Linked DNA regions of Sus scrofa: all the other regions are linked to region 3. A link is a contact called in public HiChIP or PLAC-seq data. All regions are on one chromosome and are shown on one strand. The core of a region is the stretch at or near the end of the contact, and the rest is flanking DNA. Distances in the headings are between cores, read along the strand shown.

The links. HiChIP or PLAC-seq counts read pairs in DNA pulled down with a chosen protein or histone mark.
Region 1: an H3K27ac HiChIP or PLAC-seq map of alveolar macrophages shows a contact between it and region 3. The contact joins two enhancer-like sites. A contact is called at or near these places in 1 of 47 Hi-C or Micro-C datasets (liver) and 1 of 2 datasets of contacts at active chromatin or transcription factors (alveolar macrophages).
Region 2: an H3K27ac HiChIP or PLAC-seq map of alveolar macrophages shows a contact between it and region 3. The contact joins two enhancer-like sites. A contact is called at or near these places in 1 of 47 Hi-C or Micro-C datasets (embryonic fibroblasts) and 1 of 2 datasets of contacts at active chromatin or transcription factors (alveolar macrophages).

Annotation. Positions count from the first base shown.
Region 1 is chr10:66,171,849-66,176,388 of Sscrofa11.1, forward strand. No RefSeq gene overlaps it. Among named protein-coding and RNA genes, the nearest start is that of KLF6, 310 kb to the right of the region's middle. Within about 2 kb of position 1,478, at least 23 of the 83 cell types and tissues checked have an H3K27ac peak or open chromatin away from gene starts, as enhancers often do. A contact at or near this core is called in alveolar macrophages, where this site is marked.
Region 2 is chr10:66,225,722-66,230,061 of Sscrofa11.1, forward strand. No RefSeq gene overlaps it. Among named protein-coding and RNA genes, the nearest start is that of KLF6, 260 kb to the right of the region's middle. Within about 2 kb of position 1,695, at least 39 of the 83 cell types and tissues checked have an H3K27ac peak or open chromatin away from gene starts, as enhancers often do. A contact at or near this core is called in alveolar macrophages, where this site is marked.
Region 3 is chr10:66,402,387-66,406,419 of Sscrofa11.1, forward strand. No RefSeq gene overlaps it. Among named protein-coding and RNA genes, the nearest start is that of KLF6, 84 kb to the right of the region's middle. Within about 2 kb of position 1,540, at least 19 of the 83 cell types and tissues checked have an H3K27ac peak or open chromatin away from gene starts, as enhancers often do. A contact at or near this core is called in alveolar macrophages, where this site is marked.

The DNA.
Region 1 (4,540 bases), core at 228-2,727, 230 kb before region 3:
AGGCCTCAGGCTGCCGCTCACACACCGAGAGCCTCAGGCCTGATTTCTGAGCCCCAGCCATCTCCCCAACCTGTTTCTGGGATCCCACTGGTCACCCAGTTTCCCAGTAACAGAGCCCACGGCGTGCCCGCTGCCCTTCTGGAGCCCTCCTTCTCCCCTGGACAAGGGCCTCTCGTGCTCTTGCTGGGTGACCTTGAGCAGGTTGGGTCACGTTGCATAGCCTCCCTTTGTTCTTCTGTAAAATGGGACTATCACAGAACGGTGGGGAGAATCGACGGAGGAGCTCGTGGGAGCCATTCAGCGCCCCCGAGGCGGGGGAGTGGGGGGAGAACCAGCGGGAACAGGTCTACCCTGGTCATTAGGGGTCCTTGTCTCCAAAAGATCTGCTCTAAGATCCCTTTCAGGCAAGTTGCTCTGGTCACCAATAGCCTTAAACGAGAGAGCGTGTTCTGATGACTTTGGGGTTTTCAGTGCCTTTTCTGCAACAAAGGTATTTTTAAAGTCTTATTTTTAAATGAAACTATTTTGGAAAATTTCTCACTTGGAAGCAGTTTCCAACTGCAAGTCAAAAGATTAAAGGAAAAAAAAAATGCAGGTTAATCCACAGCAGGATACACTGTATATGCTTTCTAGAAAAAAAAAATTTTTTTAAGAAAGCAGGAGGAGCGTAAGCTAAGGGCAGCATTTAAATTTGAAGCATTCATTCAGCAGCTGTCTTCAGAAAGACAGAGGATTGAATCGTGTCTAAATCAAGCACTGGATTTCCAGGGAAAGCAGATGAGATATTAGAAAGTGTGCAGGAAACAGCGGAAATGGCTGTTCATAGGTTAGAGCCTTTAAAAAGTGGCAAGACTTTTTGCGCAGATAACAGACCCAGGAGCGGAAAGTCTGAATTCAGACCTGAAGATGGGAGGAGGAGCGGCTTACAGGACAGTTGGGTCCGAACCTCTTCAGCGCTGACCGAAGTCTACTTTAGGTAAAAGATTAAAAGTCACTTGTGTGTCCATAAAGATTAAAAGTCACTTGTGTGTCCATGAAGCAGAAGCGAGGGGTCATCCCGAGCGTTCCCTGGAGGGGGATCCCCTGGAACAGGGTTTGATCAGAGACTGGAATTCTGGGGGCCCTTCAGCTTGACAGCTTTACCTGGGACCTCCGGGTAAAGCTCACCCCAGGCTCGGGCACAGCAAGGACTCTCCTTGACCAAATGGACCAGAGTCAGGCTCCTCTGGGCTCTTCTCAGCCCCGCCTCGACCTCGGCCCCCAGCCTGGCCTGGCCTCCGTGGCCCGGGTGCATCAAGAATTCTAAGTCAGTTTATCAAGAATTCCTCCACGAGACATCTGGCGTCTGATCACCCTCTTATCAGGTCAGATCCCCCCTCCCTGCACCCCACGCCTGGTCCTCTCCAGCAGGCATCCCACCGAGCTGGTTTAACAAGAATCCTCACCACCCAGCACTTCCTCTTAGTCACCATCCGCCGTCCCCTGCACTTTGCCAGCGGCTGGAAACCCCAGCATTGCCTTTGCTGCCAAGAGTGAACCCTAGTCCTGGTTTGCTTTGCTACAGCAGCCCGGGCTCCGTAGCCCAGAGCCCCAACCTCGGTGAACACGAAGGGTGGGTGAGGTTGACTCTTCCGGCTTTGTTGTTGTTTGTTGCTTCACTTTTGCTGCAGCGTGATAGACTCTAGCCTCTCATTAGACCACAAAACGTAGACTGCGAGCCAGCACAGGCCTTCCTCAGAACTGTGAGCTCATCTGACTTCTGTTACACTCTGCAGACACCCGTGGCTCTCTCAAGGCCCTGTTGCATCATCTTTTGACCAAAAAACCCAAAATAATGTGACCTTGGGGAGTATGTTAAGACTTTCTTGTTACCTAGTATAACATCCATCATGTAATCAGCCTCCTTCTGCCAATTCAAGGCGAATGTATTTCATGCTTTTTAAAAATTGTCTGACATGCCGCAGTTAATAAAACACATCCAGATCTGTAGTCCATTGGATCTTATGTTATCTTCCTAGGTTCTCCTCGGCTGTCAGCACCGTCCCTCTAAGAGCAGTCAAACTGCCCTAGACTGTCCACCACCCCATCCCTGGGGGGCTGTTCCCACTCTCCAGTTCCCACTTCCCAGATAAGCCAAGACCCCTGAACTCCCCCTCTCACCTCCCAGGGCTTGGAGCAGCTATAACTGACAACAGGCGTAAAGGGTTCAGAACACAGCACCCCCAAATCTGCGGAATTGGCACATGGATTACTTAGCGTTGAAGGCGTTTGAAAATCAGCAGATGCAGGAAGGGCTCTCTGCCCTCCCTCTTTCAACCTGAAACCAGTTCATCCAGTTTCCCAGGAGAACGGTGCCCTCCCTGGACCAGGCAGAGCAGAACAGTCTCGTCCACGCCCGTCGGAACGGAGCTGTACCATCTACGAAAAGAACCCCGGTTTTCCGCGAGGGCTCCTCGCCCGCCCCGCGATTTCCTGCCCCAGTCCAAGCCTCTGTCTTGTCACAAGCCCATGATTTGTCATGATTTGTGTAGAAATTACATAAACCTTTGGGCCAAACCGCTTCCTTTGTGTTCATTTTCCTTCTGAAGACTCCCGCGCCTGCAGATACATCAGCTCCATTTCCTGCGTCTCTCCTTGTAATCGCCTGATGTCAGTTGCACTCTCAGGCCCGCCACCCAGCCACGGAGGCTGAGTGTGGAAGGAAGTTGTCTTCTCCCCACAGATGCTAACAGGTCGTGTCACCCGAAACGCTTCCCAGGTCCCTCCGAGCTTTAACTCAGGGAGAGGAGGTTCCTTACGGCCTTGAAGAGGAATATTCACCTTGGCAGTTTCAGAAATTGCAGCCAACTGGTAAGAAAGAGACCCTTCTCTCCAAAGGGCTGGGCCTTCGTGGCACAACATGCCAGCCTCTTTGTGAGAGAGTCCTGGGCATGAGGAGACCCAGCTCTCAAGGAACGGTCTCACCTGCCGTCTTCAACGTAGAAAGAAGGTGGCAGGTAGGCCGGGATGGTTGAGTGGGCATCGCCCTCTCTGCAAGGTAGGCAGACGAGCACATGCCTGGTTCTAAGACAGGGCTGTAAGCGTCCTCTGAGGTGAGTTAGGATCCAGCAACTAGAAGGGCACTGGTGAGTGTGCTACACCTTCTCTTCGGCGGAGCCCGGTGGGCACGATGTGGGCGAGGAGGAATAAGCAGTTGACGGCACACTGTGCCCACACGGAGTGGTTGTGTGTTATGCGCTCCTGTATTTGATGTTCCCGCACCAACACAGCCATGTCACCATCACAGCTGTCCAGGGAGGAACCTTGGGTAAGCAGACGTTAAGTACTTTGCCAAAGACCCCCACGAAAGTGGAAAAGCCAGGGTTACCGCCTGTGTACGTGATCCTCCTGGGCTTTTGGGCAATGCCTTCAGCTCCTTCGACTTTCACATGAGACAAAGCCTTAGGTCTCTCCAGCTCGCGAGGCGTGTGCATGTGTGAGCTGTGGTCACAACTTGAAGGTGGTGTTTACAAAGCGTGTATGAATCCGCACTCCCCAGAGGGGGAAATGTAATTCGAAAACCAGTGTTGCCTTGGTCGGAGATCATGGAGAAACAAGGACTTCTTCCCCTCAAGAGACGGACGATGGAAGTCAGCGTGTCAAGAACTCTGAGAATCTTACTGAAAGGTTTAACTTCTGTTCCACCCAGCATTTCCTAGGTGATTAGAAATGCAGTTCTTAAACGTAGTTATTCACTCTTTTGAAGGAATTAAAGCATATTTTCCAAAATTGGGATCAAAACGTTAGTTGCTTCATAACGTGAAACAGGTGGCTTCGATACCTCAGGTTAAGAGAGCCTGAGATACTTGGTACATGTTCCGTCGTCATGTTTGATTCACTTCATCACAGTAATCTCCTTCTCATGGGGGGGGGTGTCTTTGTTGTTGTCTTTTTAATGAATTTTATTACATTTGCAGGTGTACAATGATCATCACAACCCAATTTTATAGCATTTCGGTCCCAAACACCCCACATCTCCTCCCACCCCCAACCTTTCTCCTTTGGAGACTATAAGTTTTTCAAAGTCTAGGAGTCACTATCTGTTCTACAAAGTTCGCTGTGTCCTTTTCTTTGGCTGTTAGTGGTCTGTACTGAGAGAGCTATTCTTTTGGACCAGACTTAGCAGGCGTGGTGGCTGCTGACAAAAGATGTGATGACAATGATTTTATGATTATTCCCTGCTCCAGGTCCAAATGGTCTCAGACTTACCCAGCATTTGATGATATATATGCTCCCCATTCTTTCGAAGTTTCTGCCTGTGTTGTAACGTCATCCGTGTGTTGGTTGGGCTGCTGAAACGGGCGACACAGCCCTTCTCTGGCTTCGGTTCTTCCTGCAGTGCATTGTGGGCCCTCGCCTTAAATGTCACATCCACCTCTAGGTGCACGGATGCACCCCGTCCAGGCAAATGGTACCAAAGAGCGTGATGGAGAAGACACACAGGTCAGCTCTCCCGGTCACCCCAGGACCTGGTGACGGTGTTTCCCCGTATTAGTGCCTC
Region 2 (4,340 bases), core at 445-2,944, 180 kb before region 3:
CACCCCCAAGCCTCACCGACCGCAGGCCCAGGCCCCGTCTCCGCGGTTGTTGTATTTTCCCTTTGCTGAGGAATCCAAGAGGCCCCTCCACCAGCCTAACTACCCATCTGTCCCACCTGACCGTGCACTTGAGTCCCTGTCTGTTACCAGGGAGGAGTGCTCTGTGCCCCTGCGCTGAGCCGGGCCCCCTGCACCTGCTCTCATCGCTGGTCCTTCCAAGGACCCAGCTCCCCGGAGTCTCCGTTCTCCTCCAGGTCCCGCACTTGCTTGGCTCAGCCCCTCCCAGCAGCCTGCAAACGCGGGTATTCCTTACCTGCTCCTGAGAAGCTTGGGTCCTCTGGCCGCCTCTCCTTCCCCCTCGGACCCGGGTCTCCTGGGGGTGGAATTCCTGAGAAGCCTCATCCCTGCCTTTCCTGCCTCTCCTCTCACACTCTTCTCTGGTGAACTGTCCCCTGCCAGGCTTTCCGCTGCTCACCCACCCCCTCCACCCCAAGGTCCTGTCCAGGCGCCAGGCATCTCCCCCTGGGGTCGCAGCGCTTGTCCGCATTGGAGGAGTTGCTAGCCGCTGGCACCCGGAGCGCTTCCCGCGCGCGCTGAGCTTCCAGGGCACCGGCCAGTCCCAGCTCGTCCCCATTGCTCTCTCCCTCCCCTCCACCTGCCATGCTCACTGCTTTTCTTTCCAGTCCCTTGAGCGCTGGCGCCTCAAGGCGGGACCGCCTCCTCTGCCCTTTCCGGCCACACGCACTCCCTTCGAGGTCTCACCTGGTCTTGCGATTTTCTCTAGAACTTCCGCACACCAGCGACTCTCAGTTTGGACCTTCCTTGTTTGCTCGTCCACAGACCAGCTGTGGTTACTTATGCCTGGTGTCCAGAGTCACTCTCTGGAAAACCTCCTCCAAGGGGTCCTGAAAGAGCCTAGTCCTCACCCGCCACCTGCCCTCCTCAACTTGCTGTGCCCACACATCAGGCGAAAGGTGTAAGGTCCACGTCCCGGGCCTCCTAAACATATGGCAGAATCCCTCCCTGGAGGAGAAGGGAGCAGAGCAAGCAGGTTTATTAAGGCCAGAATGAAAAGGTCCTGGAATCTTTTTTTTTTTAACCAGCTTTAATTAAATTTACTTTTATTAGGGTATAGTTGATTTACAGAGTTGAGTCTATCTCTGCTGTGCAGCATAGTGACCAGTCATATGCACATTCTTCTCCTCCCGGAAAATCTTCAAAGCGCTGAACTAGATGGCAGTTTCTTCCTTTCACTTCTGAACATGAAGTGGGCTGATGTGTTGAAGAAAGTGCTAGGTTATTAAGGTTCCGCATGAAACAGAAGTGGAATGACATTCATCATTGTAGGGGGTGTGTATGTCTCTGTTTCTGTGTGTTGCTGTGTTTCTGTGTCTGTCTGTGTGTGTCTGTGTCTTAGTTCAGTGCAGGTCTTCTTAGTTTGTTACGATGCAAGTATTTCTTCACTTTTCCTTTCACAGTATCTGCAAAATTTTAACTGACATAGAATTTCATTGTTGAAAGTGAAACTGTTCTACTAATATCTAATGCTTGGTGTCAGCTACTCTCATTCTTGGAATTATTTAAAATTCCACTGAAGGTACAAATTTGAACTGAGATTTTTTTTTTTTGAGGAACTCACACATGCAGAATTGAGATCTGAAATCTGCTGGTTTATGCAGATTTACCCTAAGAAAGGAAGTTAGGGCTTGGGTTTTGCTATCATGGAAGGAAATGACTCATATCAATGCTGGTATGTAATCGGTGTCCCAAATTTAGCTTTTGTTTGAGTGTAAAACCTAACATTGACATAGGAAACTTTATTATACTAAGCTGCGCTTTTCTCGTTCCCTTTTCCTCTCTGTCAATCAATGACCACACTTTCATTAGGGACCTGTTAAGACATGTTTAGAACATAAACTAAGGTTTTGTAAAATCTGAGTCGATTTTACAAAACATGGTCACATGGGAAATATTGCACAATGAACTCAGAACAAAGGGTCTCAGAAGGACCGGATTTGGAAACAAAAGAAAGAACTCTGGATGAGGTTACAATGAGCACATTTTCTGAGCCTTCTGGAAAACGCGTATCTATTTACAACAGAAGGTATTTCAGAAGTAAAATGACTTTTACACTCTGCCTCTCTTTATTTATCGTCATGTGCTGCAGAATCATAAGGCAACTTAATACGGCCCGAAAACAGACCTCAGGGTCAAAGCCGCAAGTAAGTGTTCTTCCTGGAAACTGAGGAAAGAAACCTGGAAGTTTCCACGTATGTACATAGAGAGAGCAATTTAAAATTCCTCATTGACTTACGGTCGATGTCCACGGCTCATTCCTGACCTGCGGTCTCAGATCCCTCCACAGAGCGCAGCTGAGAAACAGAAGCTCAAGAACACAAAGGACCCTCCGTATCAGGCCAAGTCGTGCTCAGTGGGATCCCTTAGGTCACCCAGAGATGACGACAGGAGGGCACCCTGGGGGCTGGGGTCAGTGTCGGATGTGCTGGGGTCAGTGTTTGGGCTCTGGCTCTTAGGCACCTTTGTGATGGTAGTTGCTTTACAAAACGCAATTGTCAGAAATTTCCACTCAGAGCAGGGATTGTACACATAGTTTAAGCAGCAAACTTAGAAGTCCCTGTTGTGATTGCGTGCATTAAGAACCCGACATAGTGTCCATGAGGGGTATGGGTTCGATCCCTGGCCTCGCTCAGTGGCTTAAGGGTCCGGTGTTGCCCTGAGCTGTGATGTAGGTCAGAGACGAGGCTCAGATCCTGTGTTGCTGTGGCTGTGGTGCAGGCCGGCAGCAATAGCTCTGATTCGACTCCTAGCCTGGTAACGTCCATATGTCAGGTGTGGCCCTAATAAAAGACAAAAAAACAAAAATGAGTTCCCTCTTGTATCCTTGTATATCCTCCTGGCTCCGGTTTCCCTGGAGAACCCGACTCACCCCTTCAGATTGTAGCAGACTTCCTTTCTCTCTGGCTGTATGACTGGGGGCCCTGCTGCTCTCAGGCCCAGAGACAGCTGCCCTGGGTCCCATGCCACGGACCCCTGCAGCCTCCCCAAGGCCAGCCGAACAGTTTCCCTCCAGTCCAAGATCAAGGCCTGTAGGACACAGCGTCCTTCCATCTTTGCCCCACGAGGTGACTGAACCAAGAGCGTGATGACATCCATCACCTCTGCTGTGCCCGCCGGCCAGGGGCAAGTCGAGGGCCTACCCGAACACACAGGGAGGGAATTTCACAGGGCGCGGCTCGCTGAGGCACCGATGAAGGATTCCATGTCCGAGCGCACCCAATAAAGGCCAAGAGCTGCCATGGAATTTGGCTTTTAGAACATTTAGAAGTCAGAGCACCAAAATGCATGGTTTGAGTTTTCCATTCAGACTCCACAATATTTACTTTCTGATTCATAATCCAACTACTTCCTTATTGGATTATTATTATCTCATTATAATCCACAAGTTCGACGGTTCCCCCCCGCCCCGGTACTTTTTTCCTTTGTGCAGAAAACTGTTCCAAAAATAACAGTAAACACAGGGAATACACAGAAGTAGTGGCAGTGCATTGGATGAAAGGTGCGTTTCCTCTTATTACACAGGGAGAGAATTCTGTGTCCGTGGTGGATGGCTTTGGAGAAAGTGTCTCTAATAGAAACAAGTGCACCTTTGATGACTGTCGCTCAGTGAGTGGCAGGTGCTGTGGACTTACCTGTGAGCAGAACTGTGTGACCTAAGCCGTATATCCTCACTTGTGTTCTTCAAGGTCCGAGACGTGCACCTCGGGGGACGGGGCTACAGGTCGGGGGTGGGAAACCTATTCGACTCAAAAAGAAATTGTGACATGCTGAGTTTCAGGAAAACCTGACTAAAACAACAACACGATTCTGTTACACTGCACACCCGTTGGCCCAAATCTGGGGCCCCGGCAGCAGCACATGCTGGTGAGGGTGTGGAGCCACAGGAACCCCTGGTCATGGCTGAGGGGAGCCCCATGATGCAGCCACTTTGGAGGAGTTTGGCGGTGTCTTGCCAACAGACCTTTACCACAAGATCCAGGAATCTGGCTCCTTGGTATCTACCCAAAGGAGCCGAAAACGTACAGCCGCGCAACAGTCTGCACATGTGTGCTTATAGCCTTGTTTATAACTACCCAAACTTGGAAGCCATCAAGTTGCCCTTCAGCTGGTGATGGATAAACCGTGGTCTATCCAGGCAATAGAATATTGTGCAGAGGAGTTCCCATCGTGGCGCAGTGGTTAACGAATCCGACTAGGAACCATGAGGTTGCGGGTTCGGTCCCTGCCCTTGCTCAGTGGGTTAACGATCCAGCGTTGCCGTG
Region 3 (4,033 bases), core at 290-2,789:
GCAAAAATGACCACATCAGCTGACATATCAAATGGCATCTCTGAAATGTCAGAAGGAAAGGGAAATACCTTCTCCTCCAGCAGCTGAGAAGTAACGCCCAGAGCAGAGGGCTTGGTCGGAAAGGGAGCAGGAGGAAGCTGCTCATTCCAAGCCTGAACGCTGGAGAGTCGTCTTCCTCCCACACCATCGAATAATGACTTGCAGTCAGAATACACGGGATCGCATGTGAGAGATGCAGAATGACAGCCATGCAGGTTATATGAACTGTCAGTCCTTAGAAAATTGAAATAGTTTTCAAACCCAGAAACCACTCATGATAGCTCTCTTTCTCTTTGCCTTGTTTTAAAATACAACCTTTGGGAGTTTCCTGGTGGTACAATAGATTAAGGACCTGGCGTTGCCACTGCCATGGTGTGGGTTCCATCCCTGGCCCAGAAACTTCCACATGCTGGGGGCACATCCCTAGTAATGATAATAACAGTAAAATACAGTCTTTGTCTTTAAAGACATCCAGCTGGGGAATTCTAGCGCTCCTCTGACAATAATTAAAGATTTCCAACTGTCAAGCCCAGGACTCGACAAGGCAGTACCATCTTCTGTGAGGGAGCAAGATGGGAGGGACTCTGTTTGGGCTCCACCCCACCCCCACCCACTGTGTTGTCCTGGGCCAGCTCCTCACCCCCCGTGACCTTTCCGTCTATAAAGCAGAGGTGATAAAAAGTCCTTTCCGAGTTGTCCTGAGAGCTACCTGAGACCATCCAGGTAAAAGGTCCATCGTAAAATGGGACGTCCCCTGTGCCTGTCCCCTGCCTGACTTTGACAGGCTGACTTCTGTGTCCGGTGGGAAACAATACCAGCCTATTCTCAGGAGAAGACAAGGGGAGGAACCCCAAGTGATAGTGACAGGGCCTAAAGGAAGTCAATGCGGTTAATAAAATACGCTTAGCCATTTAACTGGATGGCCTCCCAAAGCACCCAAAGCTGGGATTTTATGAATAAAATACTCCGTGGAGGAGAGGCTGCAAATCCAAATACCTGCGTGGGCCAAGAAAGGCATAGAGAGAGAAATGCAGGCTGGAAGTAAGAAAAACTGGCGTATAAGCACCATCGTGACTGGCAAGGATCACCTGACCTCAGCAGGGGCCACTGTGAGGCGTGCTGGAGACTGCGGAAAAGGGAAGAAGGCAGTTCCCCTGCAAAAGGCAGGGGCTACCCCCTCATCTCTGGCCCGCTGCAGCCTCGGGGAGATGCGGCTCTCGTCTTGCTAGATGGCCACCACTTTCAGCAGACAGCCACTAGATGCGTACATCAACTCTTCCCCTTTCTTCATGTTGGCTCACAGTCTCTCCCCTAAAAATACCACGCAGATCAAAACTGGGGGCCCCCGGGTCTACCTGCCAGCTTGCACCCCTGCGGGGAAAAGACAGGCGGCAGGAGATGGCCCGGCTGGAGGCTGAGCATCCGCCGTGTGGATGCCAAGATTCGCGCTGCTCCCTCGCCGGCTGATCTGGAATGTGGATGCCATCAGAGACGCCGTCACAAGAAAAGTGAAAGCTGAGTCAGAGCCGGGTCACTTGTGGGAAACGACCGCTGGCATCATGGGGCCTCAAGTGAAACTGACCTTTTCTGTTTTTCTCTCTCCTGCCAAACATTCCCGAGTCCAAAGTACCTGGAGATGAAACCAAAACATACCGCTCTGGCCAAAGAGCCTTTGATAGCTGAAGAGGTGGGTGGCAGGCGGCCCAGGGGCCAGGCGGGAGGGCGGGGAGTCCCGTCCCCACAGGTCAGTTGAGCCCAGAACAGACGCCCAGAGAAACTGAGGCCGAGAGGGTCCCACTCGGCGCTGAAGTCCTGGCAGCAATATTTTCACAACATCTTAGATAACAAACAAAAAGGACCATGTGTACAAAAATAAACACCGCCGTTAAAAGAAAAGTAATCACCCAGAAACAAAGACATGCTTTGATCTTGGAAAGAAACCCTCGTTAGTCTGTCCCTTTGATGAGAATCTTAGTGCCTCAGGCCAGTAGCTCCCAAACAACTCGGGCCTAGAGCTGAATGAAATTACAGAAAATAGAATTTATCTACCAGTCTTAATTTAAAATTGGACGTCAGACCAGGGTGTGCGGAGGTGGGAGGCGGTGCTCTTAGGGGATGTCAATCAATTAGCACCTGTATCCTCAACTTTGTATTACTTATAGACGTATTGGGTTTTTTTTTTTTTTGTATCCTGATAAAAATAGATACATTTTTGATTGGTGCAAAATAGCTGATTCAGTTAAGACTGCTCGTAAGGTAGTGATTTTCTTCTTGCAAGGCTTCAAAGACATCAGCAGTGGATGCAGCAGTAAAACGGGATATTTAGTTCTGATGTACAAAGAAACTCAGTATTTCAGGTTCCACATGTACAATGACACCTGCAAAAATAAACGTGAAGATATAATTTTAAGGAACAATTCCATCTCTATAATTTTTTTTTCCACCCCCCTTTTCCTAGACCCCACCCCCTTGTCCCTTGGTAAAAAATTGCTGCCTGCCATGCCGTTCGGCTGTCACCGTCAGAGTGTGCATTAAGCAGATCTCCGTACCTTTGGTCGCCTGTCAGGGTCACCATGCCCGGAGATAAGCGCCCCAGAAAATAGCTCCCTATCGTGTTGCTCCAATTCGCTCCTTACTGAAGTCACGTGTATCCACAGAGGTCAATGTGCCAGGTGCGAGACTAAGCACAGAGGCTGCAAAGCTGGTGGGTTGTGACCTTGCCCGCAGGGAGCCCCCTGGCACCCACCCTCAAGCCCTCTGACTGGGTAGAAGTAGCCGATAACTTTATCAGGTCCTCGACGACTGGTCCTGAGGTCAAGGATGGTGATTTGACCTCCTTGGTGACTATAGCCAATGGTTATTCTTCACGCATTTTTTTCTCAGCCACGCCCACAGCATAGGGAAGGCCAGGGATTGAATCTGAGCCACAGCCACAACCTAAGCCAAAGCTGCAGAAACGCTGGATCCTTAAACTCACTGCACAGGGCCAAGGATCAAACCCATACCTCAGCAGTGACCTGCACTGCTGCAGTCAGATTCTTCATCTGCTGCGCCACAGCAGGAACTCCTTACCAAGCATATTTGACTAATAAATGATTAGCAGCCTCAGGAGCAAAAAGGAGCAGGGCAGGGGAGTCTGGGGAGACCGGTTTGTGTCCGGGGGCAGACTTAGGCTGGGAGGTCATCCAGCCTTGGGAATGCCCTGACTATAACTGACCCCAAGGCTCAATTTTGCCAGGAAATTCTCCTTCGAGGGAAAGGTGGACTTGTTCTAATTTACCACGTTCCTCGCCTACCTTGAATTCACAGGCGTCTCCGGGAATGTCTAGAAATGTGAGATGATGGCTTAAATAAAGTGGGCAACCCAGCAAACCGCTTTGAGCATGTGTGGTAAGGGTCTGGAAATGAGGCCACTCAGCCTGCAACAGAAGGTGTTTCACGGTCTGGGTGGCTCTGCCCCCAGGGTGCAGTAAGGCTTCATGGAATGTACTGACAAGCAGAGGGAGACCCCCCCCCGCCCCACCCCGTGGATCATTGCCCATTAACTCCTGAAGCCCAGTCCCCTTATCCCCTCGTTCTGTGGCTCAAGGAGGAGCGTCTGTCGTGCCTCCTGATTCCTTGTCTGTTGTGGGTCTTGTCATTAAATGGAGCGAGCAGCTTTAATCACATGCTCTCTGTCTCCTGTTTCAAACCCTGCACAGTATCTGTGGCCTGGAGTTCCCTGTGACGTCGGTAATAAGTGACTCATTTATCTCTGCTGCTGGCTGCCAATCTGAAAGTAGGGGTTTGAAAGAAAGGACCTGAGCCATCTTTCCCTTCCTGCCTTCGATTCGTAATAGGAAAAGCCAGAGGGAGGGCGAGGGAAAAGCCTCTGCAGCTTGAGTGTGGAGAGAAGGCCTGGGGACAGTTAGAAAACGCCTCCTTTCAGGTCAGACCAGTATCTCCGTCCTTGTCGTCAGGGGTCCTCGTGGCTGACGTGGACTCTGGTGAAACA